2 separate regions of the Canis lupus genome follow, and region 1 is linked to region 2. The links are chromatin contacts, called in public Hi-C maps. All regions are on one chromosome and are shown on one strand. Each heading gives the region's core, a stretch centred on a gene start, on an enhancer-like site or on the middle of the called end of the contact. The rest is flanking DNA. Distances are from core to core; before and after follow the strand shown.

Region 1 (4,523 bases), core at 503-3,002, 240 kb after region 2:
AGTTTTCCTCCTGAAGTCAATGTCATAGGTAGTTTGCGCTCAGAAGCTAGTGTACATAAGTAAGGTTTTAGGATTCTGTGCAGCTTGTCTTCCACAAACACACCAGAAACTGTTGATTGCTTCAATTTAGATCAGGCTTGACTAAACAAAATCCCAATGTGTCCAAAGGGGACCATGTTTAAGAAAGGCAACATCAGCGACAAGGACCTCACAAGTTCCATTTCCACACAGATCTTTTTGTTTGTTTTTAAGATTTTATTTGAGATAGACAGAGCGGGTGAGCGAGAGAGCAAGCATGAGCAGGGGGAGGGGGAGGGGCAGAGGGAGAGAGAGCAGCTGACTCTGCGCTGAGCAGGGAGCTCCATGCGGGGCTCCATCCCAGGACCTTGGGATCATGACCTGAGCCAAAGGCAGAGGCTTAACTGACTGAGCCACACAGATGCCCCTGTTTATTTCTTTAAAGTAATCTCTGCCCAATATGGGACTCGAACTCAGGACCCCGAGATCAAGCGTCACATGCTCTACCAACTGAGCCAGCCAGGTGCCCCTTCACACAGATCTTTTAGGGAGGAAGGTGTTAAATGCAGTAGAGGCATTCTCATAGAACTTACCTCTTTGCCCTTTGTGGCATCTCCTTCTGTCCATTCAACTGAAACGCAGGATTTCTCCAAGTTCACAGTCCTTACATTGGCACTGTGAATTATGCCTACAGTATGAAAGGTCCAGTTTACCCATCTTTTCCACTTTTAGGATCCCACAGAGACTCTCAATATGGAGTTGACCTGAAGGAAGGGACAGCTGCCTTTTTCTTTCTTTTTAACACTAAAAGCCAAATAAACCTCCTGGCACCTCACCCTTAGATCACATGATGACGCAGGCAGGGAACAGGTCTTGAAACCGAGCTGCAGGGGATAAGGACTCACCTCCACTCAAAGGAGCCTAGGTATGTCTAGGCAAGGGAGTCCCTCTAGTCCTTAGGTACTGTTCCTCACCACGCACGGAGGGTCTGGCGCCCTCGGGTTTCCCTATCTCGCTCCTGAAAGGTTATGTCTGACTGTCTGACTCCTAATGACAGAGTATTAGACCTGCCAGAGATGCGGCAGCTGTTTAACCAAAAAAAAAAAAAAAAAAAAGGACAGAACTGTAAGCTCCTGAAGAGTCAAGGGTCTTTTCTGCCTGATGAACCCTGAATCCCAGTGCCTGACGTACTGCAAGTGTGGAATATTTGGAGGAGAGTAAAGGGGCCAGGAAGCCGAGGTCCCTACAAAAGCAAGGGAGTTTCAGGGGAGAACTCTAACCCTAACTTCCCTAGCCCCGCCCACTTCCGAGGACAGGCAGGGGAATCCACCGCCGCCGGAGGCCCCCGGACCCGGGTGGAAAAGACCGACGGCCAGTGCAGAGACGCAGACGAGGCGCGGGCGGGGGAACCCCCCGCAGCGTCTCGGCCCCGCCGTTCGGAGCGGAGCAGCAACTGCAGCCGTCTAACCCCCCCCCCCCCCGCGTCCCCTTGGCTTCGCGACCCCGCCCCTCACCATTACTGCGTTGGATATTGATGGTGAGACCGGGAAACAGGCGAGACTGAAGCGACGAGTCCATGGGCAGTCGTCGGGAAGAGAAACGCGAAACGCAAAAGGGAAGAGCAACAACTACTCCACTACAACGCCGCGCAAACCGCCGCAATTTAAACCCCGCGCGCCCGCCTCCCTGGGGAACACCACGCCGCCGCCCACCTCGCTTCCGCCAGTCGCCGGCGCCCTCCACGGCCTTTTGGGATATGTAGTCTCGGCAGGATTCTTCCGGCGCCTAGGCCCGCCCACCCGCCTGGCCACGCCCCCGCCCGCCCGGCGGGAGGGTTCCGGTCGCCGGCCTTCCGCGCGGAGCGGCAGCGTGGTTGAGCTGCCCGGAGCTGAGCACCTGCTGGAGGTTAGAGACCGAGGGCTGTGCACTCCTTCAGCCGTGGGTTCGAATCCCGACTTCTTCGGTTACTAGCTCAGTGAACTTGGGCAGTTTAGAAACTGGACTCTGGGTTTCCTTCTTCGCACAGTGAGGAGCACGCTTTCTTCCTCACGGAGTTACTGCGAATTTTATTTTATTTTTTATTTTATTTTATTTTTTTTAAATTTTTTTCTTGTTGTTATTGTTTTTTTTTTTTTAATTTTTATTTATTTATGATAGTCACAGAGAGAGAGAGAGGCAGAGACACAGGCAGAGGGAGAAGCAGGCTCCATGCACCGGGAGCCCGACGTGGGACTCGATCCCGGGTCTCCAGGATCGCGCCCTGGGCCAAAGGCAGGCGCCAAACCGCTGCGCCACCCAGGGATCCCTACTGCGAATTTTAAATGAGGAACTACGTTTAAAGTGCCTGGGAGACACAGATTACCTGGATGTTTATGGTCTGCCACGTGCGGGACAGTGCTGGGGGCTCAGGACAATAATAGTGACCAGGATACAGTTCTTGCCCTCCTTGACCTAACATTTCTCATATAAACAGGGAACAAAAGAAGTAACAATTATGAATTGTGCTAAGTGCCCCGAGGGAAACTGACGGTGGAGATAGGAAATAATGGAAGGGCGCCTGCCTCCGGCTCAGGTCCTGATCCCAGGGCCCTGGCAGCCTGCCCGCCCCCTCTCCCTCTGCCTGCTGCCGCTCCGCGCGGAAGGCGGGCAACCGGAACCCTCCCGCCGGGCGGACGGGGGTGTGGCCAGGCGGGTGGGCGGGCCTAGGCGCCGGAAGAATCCTGCCGAGACTACATATCCCAAAAGGCCGTGGAGGGCGCAGTAATGGTGAGGGGCGGGGTCGCGAAGCCAAGGGACCCGTAGGGAGTTATTAGACGGCTGCTGTTGCTGCTCCGCTCCGAACCGACCGGCCGAGACGCTGCGGGGGGGGGCTCCCCCGCCCGCGCCTCGTCTGCGTCTCTGCACTGGAGAAACTTGAAGATGGAATAGGTATGAAAGATTTTAGGGAATTAGTTCTAATTTACTGAAGTATAATAATGATGCCATGATTATGTGAGAGAATATTCTTATTCTTGGGAGATGCATGAAATACTTAGAGCAAGAGAGTCATGATGTTTGCAACTTTTTTTTTTTTTTTTAAGATTTATTTATTCATGGGAGACACAGAGAGAGAGGCAGACATAGGCGGAGGGAGAAGCAGGCTCCATGCAGGGAGCCCGATGTGGGACTCGATCCTGGGACTCCAGGATCACGCCCTGGGCCAAAGGCAGATGTTCAACCGCTGAGCCACCCAGGTGTCCCATGTTTGCAACTTTCAACTAGTTCAGAAAAAGTAATGAAGAAAACCAGGATGTCACTCTAAAATGTGCCTCTTTGACATAAGAATTATTTTGAGTTGAAGCCAATTATGAAGCAGCATATACAGAAAAAGTTCTCTTTACCCTTCCCCTTTCTGCCTAAAGCCAGAATATCAATTTTCCTTTACTGGGGGGACTCTAGACCCTTACCCACCCAGTAATGGCACCAGAGGAATCTGCAAACAAGCTTTAACTCCATTAGCCTCCCCGTCCCCCCATATATTTATCTTCCCCGGGGTTTCCTGTTCTTGGAGCCTAAAACTTTTTTCCTTTGTCCTGTTATTTCTCTACAACTTTATCATTCTTTGTTCAAGATGCTATATAAGCCCAAGTTCTGGCCACCTCTTTAAGTTACTAATCCTTAAAATTTTCCCATGTATACAGGAGATACACATGTTAATGCACTACTGTTTGCTTTTCTCATTACTTTTTTTTTTTTTTTTAATAGGTTCCATGCCCAATATGGGGCTTGAATTCAGGATCCTGAGATTGAGAATTGAGAATACATGCTATATGTGTTAACTGAGCCAGCCAGGCACCCCCACCCCTCACCCTTTGCTTTTTTAATCCATCTATTGTTACAGAACCCCAACTGAGAACCTAGAAGGGTAGAAGGAAAGAATATTTTTCTTCCCCTATAATAACATACAAATAAGCTAAGGGTGAGACGGCACAATGTTAAGAGATGTTGAATTAGGTTGGTTGGTATATAGGTGGTTGCTATAGTAGTCCTTCAACCTTATTGTCTGAAATTTTTTTTTGAAATTTTTCATAACAAAAGTGGGGGAAATTATTAAATGGAGCGGATAAGATAGTGAATGAATCTACACTGATAATCTGGGATGCCTGGGTGGCTCAGTGGTTGAGTGTCTGCCTTTGGCTAAGGGCATGATCCCCGGGGTGTTGGGATTGAGACCCACATCGGGCTCCTTGCTTGGAGCCTGGTTTTCCCTCTGCCTGTGTCTCTGCCTCTTTCTGGGTCTCTAATGAATAAATAAATAAATAAATCTTTAAAAAAAATACTCCCGGGATCCCTGGATGGCTCAGCGGTTTGGCGCCTGCCTTTGGCCCAGGGCGTGATCCTGGAGACCTGGGATTGAGTCCCACGTTGGGCTCCCTGCATGGAGCCTGCTTCTCCCTCTGCTTGTGTCTCTGCATCTCTCTCTCTCTCTCTCATGAATAAATAAAATCTTTTTAAAAAAAATCCCC
Region 2 (4,726 bases), core at 304-2,803:
TAGAATTCACCCAAAACAATATATTGCAACTGATGGGAAAATACAACTGTTTTCTACTAAGCCAGACATTAAAGAGATCTGCAAAAAAGATGAAACCATGGCATTCTTCTAATTTTTTTGTTTGAAAACATATATTTTCATAAAAATGGTATTTGTGTTAACATTTAATGGTTTTATTTTTGTTTTGAAAATGAATTACTATTTAATTTCACAGGTTGAGTGGCACCTGGGTGGCTTAGTCAGTTGGGCGTCTGCCTTGGGCTCAGGTCATGATCCCAGGGCCTCGGATCCAGCCCCACATCGGGCTCTTTGCTCAACGAGGAATCTGCATCTCCTTCTCCCTCTGCCTGTTGCTCCCCCTGCTTGTGCTCTGTGTCTCTAAAAAGAAATAAAATCTTTCAAAAAAATTCCTCAGTAGTTTTTATAAATATCAATAGATATAATACATATAAACAAAAGTTCTTTGGGATATCCAATAATTCTTTTTAAAGATTTTATTTTTAGGGACGCCTGGGTGGTTCAGCGGTTAAGCCTCTGCCTTCAGCCCAGGGTGTGATCCTGGAGACCTGGGATCGAGTCCCCCGTTGGGCTCCCTGCATGGAGCCTGCTTCTCCCTCTGCCTGTGTCTCTGCCTCTCTCTCTCTCTCTCTCTCATGAATAAATAAATAATCTTAAAAAAAATAAAACAGTTTTTAAAAAAAAGACCCAAGTGATCAGAATCCTCCACCCTCTCCTATTGTCTCTTTTGACCTTTGCCATCATTCACTTTCCACCGACTTACTTCCCTTCAGGGATATTCGCCTCTCCACTGAACATGCAGGCTGTCTTCAGGGCCTTTGCACCTGCTAGCTAGTCTAGCTGGAAGGCTCTTACCCCAGATACCCAACTGACTCAGTCTCATCAAGACACTCTTTTTTTTTTTTTTTTTAAGATGTTACTTATTTATTCATGAAAGACACACACAGAGAGGCAGAGACACAGGCAGAGGGAGAAGCAGGCTCCATGCAGGGAGCCTGGTGTGGGACTCGATCCCAGGACTCCAGGATCAGGCTCTGGGCTGAAGGCGGCGCCAAACCGCTGACCCACCCGGGCTGCCCTCGTCAAGCCACTGTTTGGTGTCGCTGTCTCAATGAGGTCTTCACTGACACCCTTCCTCCCCAAATTTTGACGGTTAAAGGTGATTGTTTTCCATTTGATAAGAGTCTGGCTCAGAAAGCCGAGGTGAGTCTCTACATTAGACACCGCAGACCCAGAAAGCCTCGGCAATCCCTGGCCTGCAAAGGCTCTTGGACACTTCTCCCCTGGCCGGCCCGAGACTGTGGCTCCCACGAGCTCTCCTTTCACAGAGTGGAGGTCGGGGCCAACTTCTTGAATGACTTGTTGCAATGTGGACTCCAGGCGCCCAGCTCCAGGAAGGACACTCAATGGGCGGTGACGATTTGTGAATGAAGGAAAGGGAGCGGGCCCCTCCGCCTCCTCCGCCTCCTCCGCCCGGGCGCAATCTATCGCTCCGCGCTCGTCCCTTCGCCGCCGCCCTGCCCCGTGCGTCCCATCGACCCTCTCGGCCATCGCGCGCCTGCGCCCTCGGGCTGTCAGTCGGAGGCGGCGTGGGGAGCGCTGGGAGCGGCCGTGGCGCGCCGGGAGCTGAGAGGTAAGGCTGCGGCGCTGGGGCTGCCGGGCCCCTTACGAGCTGGCTGCTGGGGGTGAGCACCGCGGTGGGGACGGCGGGGCCCCGCTTCATGTGGGGGAGCGGGCTCCTCGATCCCGGCTGAGGAAGGCCTGAGGGGGTGGGAGGGGTGCAGAGCCCCAGGGTCTCCGGACCCGGCGGGGCCGCTCAGGGGCCGCGCGAGAGGAGCGCTTGGGGAGAATCGGGGCCAGCGCTTTGTGCAGCGGATGGAGAGGAGTTTCGGGGAGGGGAGCACCTGCTTAAAGTCACAGCGAGTGAGAACCAGCTCCGGGACTCTTTCCACTTCAGCTCTTCATTTATTTGTTCTCCCTAACTTTATTTAAACAAATAAAGCAAGGCAGTCCAATACGAATACGGTGAAATCCAGACGAGAGACCAAGGATGATAGTGTTTTATCTCACCGGTTTACGAAGGGAAAAGGCAGTGAGTGCTGTGATGCAAGCGTGTCTGAGATGCCGTGAACACCCGGTTCTAAAGCTTGGAGGCTGAAGACACTGGTGGCTGTGATTCCCATCATCCAGAGTCGCGGCAGTGACATTGAGGCATTTGACAGTCGGCCTGGTGTCATGGCTAGTTGTGTTCACGATTGTCACCCAGAACCTCACTGGGAGCAGGAGCCTTAGATCCTAGTGATCAGGGGTCTCCTATCCCTTGTGCACATGTTGAGCTTGACTTTTACAGGGGGTCGAAGTTGTTGTGATGTTCACAGATGCTCATCCCACAAACACTGATTGAGTGCCAGGCATCTGATGGGAATTGTGTTAGGTATTGGGAATAACGGTGATAATAAACACGGTCCCTGCCTTCACGGAACTCACGGGATATAGACATTTAAATACCTGTGCAATAAAGCCTGGAAAGAGATGATCTGCACATGATAGAGTGGAAGCACCTAAGAGGGAAGGAGTTGCTTCTACCAGGAGGGTGGGAAAGGTTAGGAATTTTTTTTTTTTTTTTTTTTAATTAAGGAAGGTGGTTCTTGGATTGAGCCTTAAACTTAAGTAGGTGAGGGACGCCTGGGTGGCTCAGGGGTTGAGCAGCTGCCTTCAGGCCCAGGGCTGATCCTGGAGTCCAGGGATCGAGTCCTGCATAAGGCTCCCTGCATGGAGCCTGCTTCTCCCTCTGCCTGTGTCTCTGCCTCTCTCTCTCTCTCTCTCTCTCCCTCATGAATAAATAAACAAAATAGTTTTTTAAAAAGTTCAGTAGGTGATTTCTAGGCGAAGGAGAAAGACAACCTAGAAAACAAGAGCAGCAAGGAGAGACCAGAATTATACAACAGCATAGTTCATTTGGTAAGGGCGGCTTGCCATGACCTAGCCTTTGTCTAATGATATCAAACAGTGGGATTGACAATATTTTCTGTGCTTTACATATATAAACCATCTCTTCACAACTTTATGAAGTAGAAACTATAATTATCCTCATCTTAAAAAAATGAAGAAAACTGAAGCATAGAAAATTTATGAAGCTTGCTCTAGTTCACACAACTAATACATGTTAGAACTCAAATCCAGCCGGTCTGCTTCAGGGGTCTGTGAGCTTAAGTACCAGGGTCCCTTCTAGGAACTGAGGACACTTAAAGTTTTAAATGTCAGGCCTCTGGTCACCTCACCTATTAGTGGTAGAACCAGAACTCAAACTCAGGGCTTTTGACTCAAAGCTCCAATGCTCTTTTATAATAACATCAGATGTGATAGGAATTATATAGTGCCAGCCAAATTGAAGTTAAATTTCAGTCTGAGGCAAATATTTGCTGGAATTGAAATTACCATATCTTTAAGTTGTAGACATTGTACAGGAACCTTCACTTTGTGCCTGAGTGTACTGGGTTTAAGTCCTGCTGTTTAAATATTGATGAGGGTCCCAGGACTGAACATAATTATGGGTAAAGGTGCAGCATTATTTGCCAATTTGTTGTCAAATAAATTTTTTTTCTGAACATTGCATTTCACACTTGTATTTCAAAAGTGATACCATTTATTGTAAATCAAAGAGTACCTTTATTTTGAATCAGTAAGGATTTATGACCTTTTACTATGCACCTTATCTGTGGTAGCCACTGTAAAGAGATTCTTTTGAAGGTCAAACAAGTTTATTACCTTGAGTTTAGAAAAACAAATTAATCTGATTTGTTTCTGCCATTGGGTTCTGCAAATCTAGATTCAGATACAAGCCTACATTTGTGTTTATAGTAATATCTTTCATAGTTGGGGATAATGAGAAGATGGGAGCAAATGGCTGTTATTGGAGTCATCGTAAGTCATTTTTTACTTTTCAGAGACCTAATATACTTTTATTTATACTGTTAATTCTAGTTAGAAGTTTTCAATTTTTTTCAAGAAATACTCATATCAGAAGCCCAGTTGGTAAACTCTTTTTAAATAAATTTTTTATTCAAATTTGTTTTTTTTTTAAGATTTTATTTATTTATTTGTCCATGAGAGATAGAGAGAGAGAGGCAGAAACACAGGCAGAGGGAGAAGCAGGCTCCATGCAGGGAGCCCAATGTGGGACTCGATCCCGGGTCTCCAGGATCAGGCCCTGGGCTGAAGGCGGCACTAAACCACTGAGCCACCTGGGCTTCCCTTTTTATTCTAATTTGATTTAAGTAACATATACTGTGTAATTGATTTCGGGGGTAGAATTTAATGATTCATCAGTTGTATATAACACCCAGTGCTCATTACATCAAGTGCCCTCCTTAATGCCCATCACCCAGTTACCCCATCTCTCCACCCACCTCCCCTCCAGCAACTCTTTGTTTCCTGGAGTCAAGAGTCTCTTATTGTTTGCCTCCCTCTCTGTTTTCATCTTAATTTATTTTTCCTTCCCTTCCCCTATGTTCCTCTGTTTTGTTTCTTAAATTCCACATATGAGTGAAATCATATGGTGTTTTATCTTTCTCTGACTAATTTATTGCACTTAACATAATACCCTCTAGTTCCATGCCTGTCATTGCTAATGGCAAGATTGCATTCTTTTTGATGGCTGAGTAATATTCCATTGTGTATATGTATGTGTGTGTGTGTATGTATACAC

Evidence for each region. Hi-C and Micro-C count contacts between places; a contact is called where the count stands out from the background.
Region 1: a Hi-C map of blood shows a contact between it and region 2, with 4 times the contacts expected there. The contact joins the promoter of KIF2C here to the promoter of EIF2B3 in region 2. A contact is called at or near these places in 3 of 9 Hi-C or Micro-C datasets (amygdala and blood).

Annotation. Positions count from the first base shown.
Region 1 is chr15:15,671,359-15,675,881 of UU_Cfam_GSD_1.0, forward strand. It overlaps KIF2C (kinesin-like protein KIF2C), which reads right to left and starts at 1,753. Exons shown (of 20, transcript XM_038558278.1): 1 at 1,731-1,753.
Region 2 is chr15:15,428,243-15,432,968 of UU_Cfam_GSD_1.0, forward strand. EIF2B3 (translation initiation factor eIF-2B subunit gamma) reads left to right here and starts at 1,554. Exons shown (of 12, transcript XM_038558254.1): 1 at 1,554-1,651.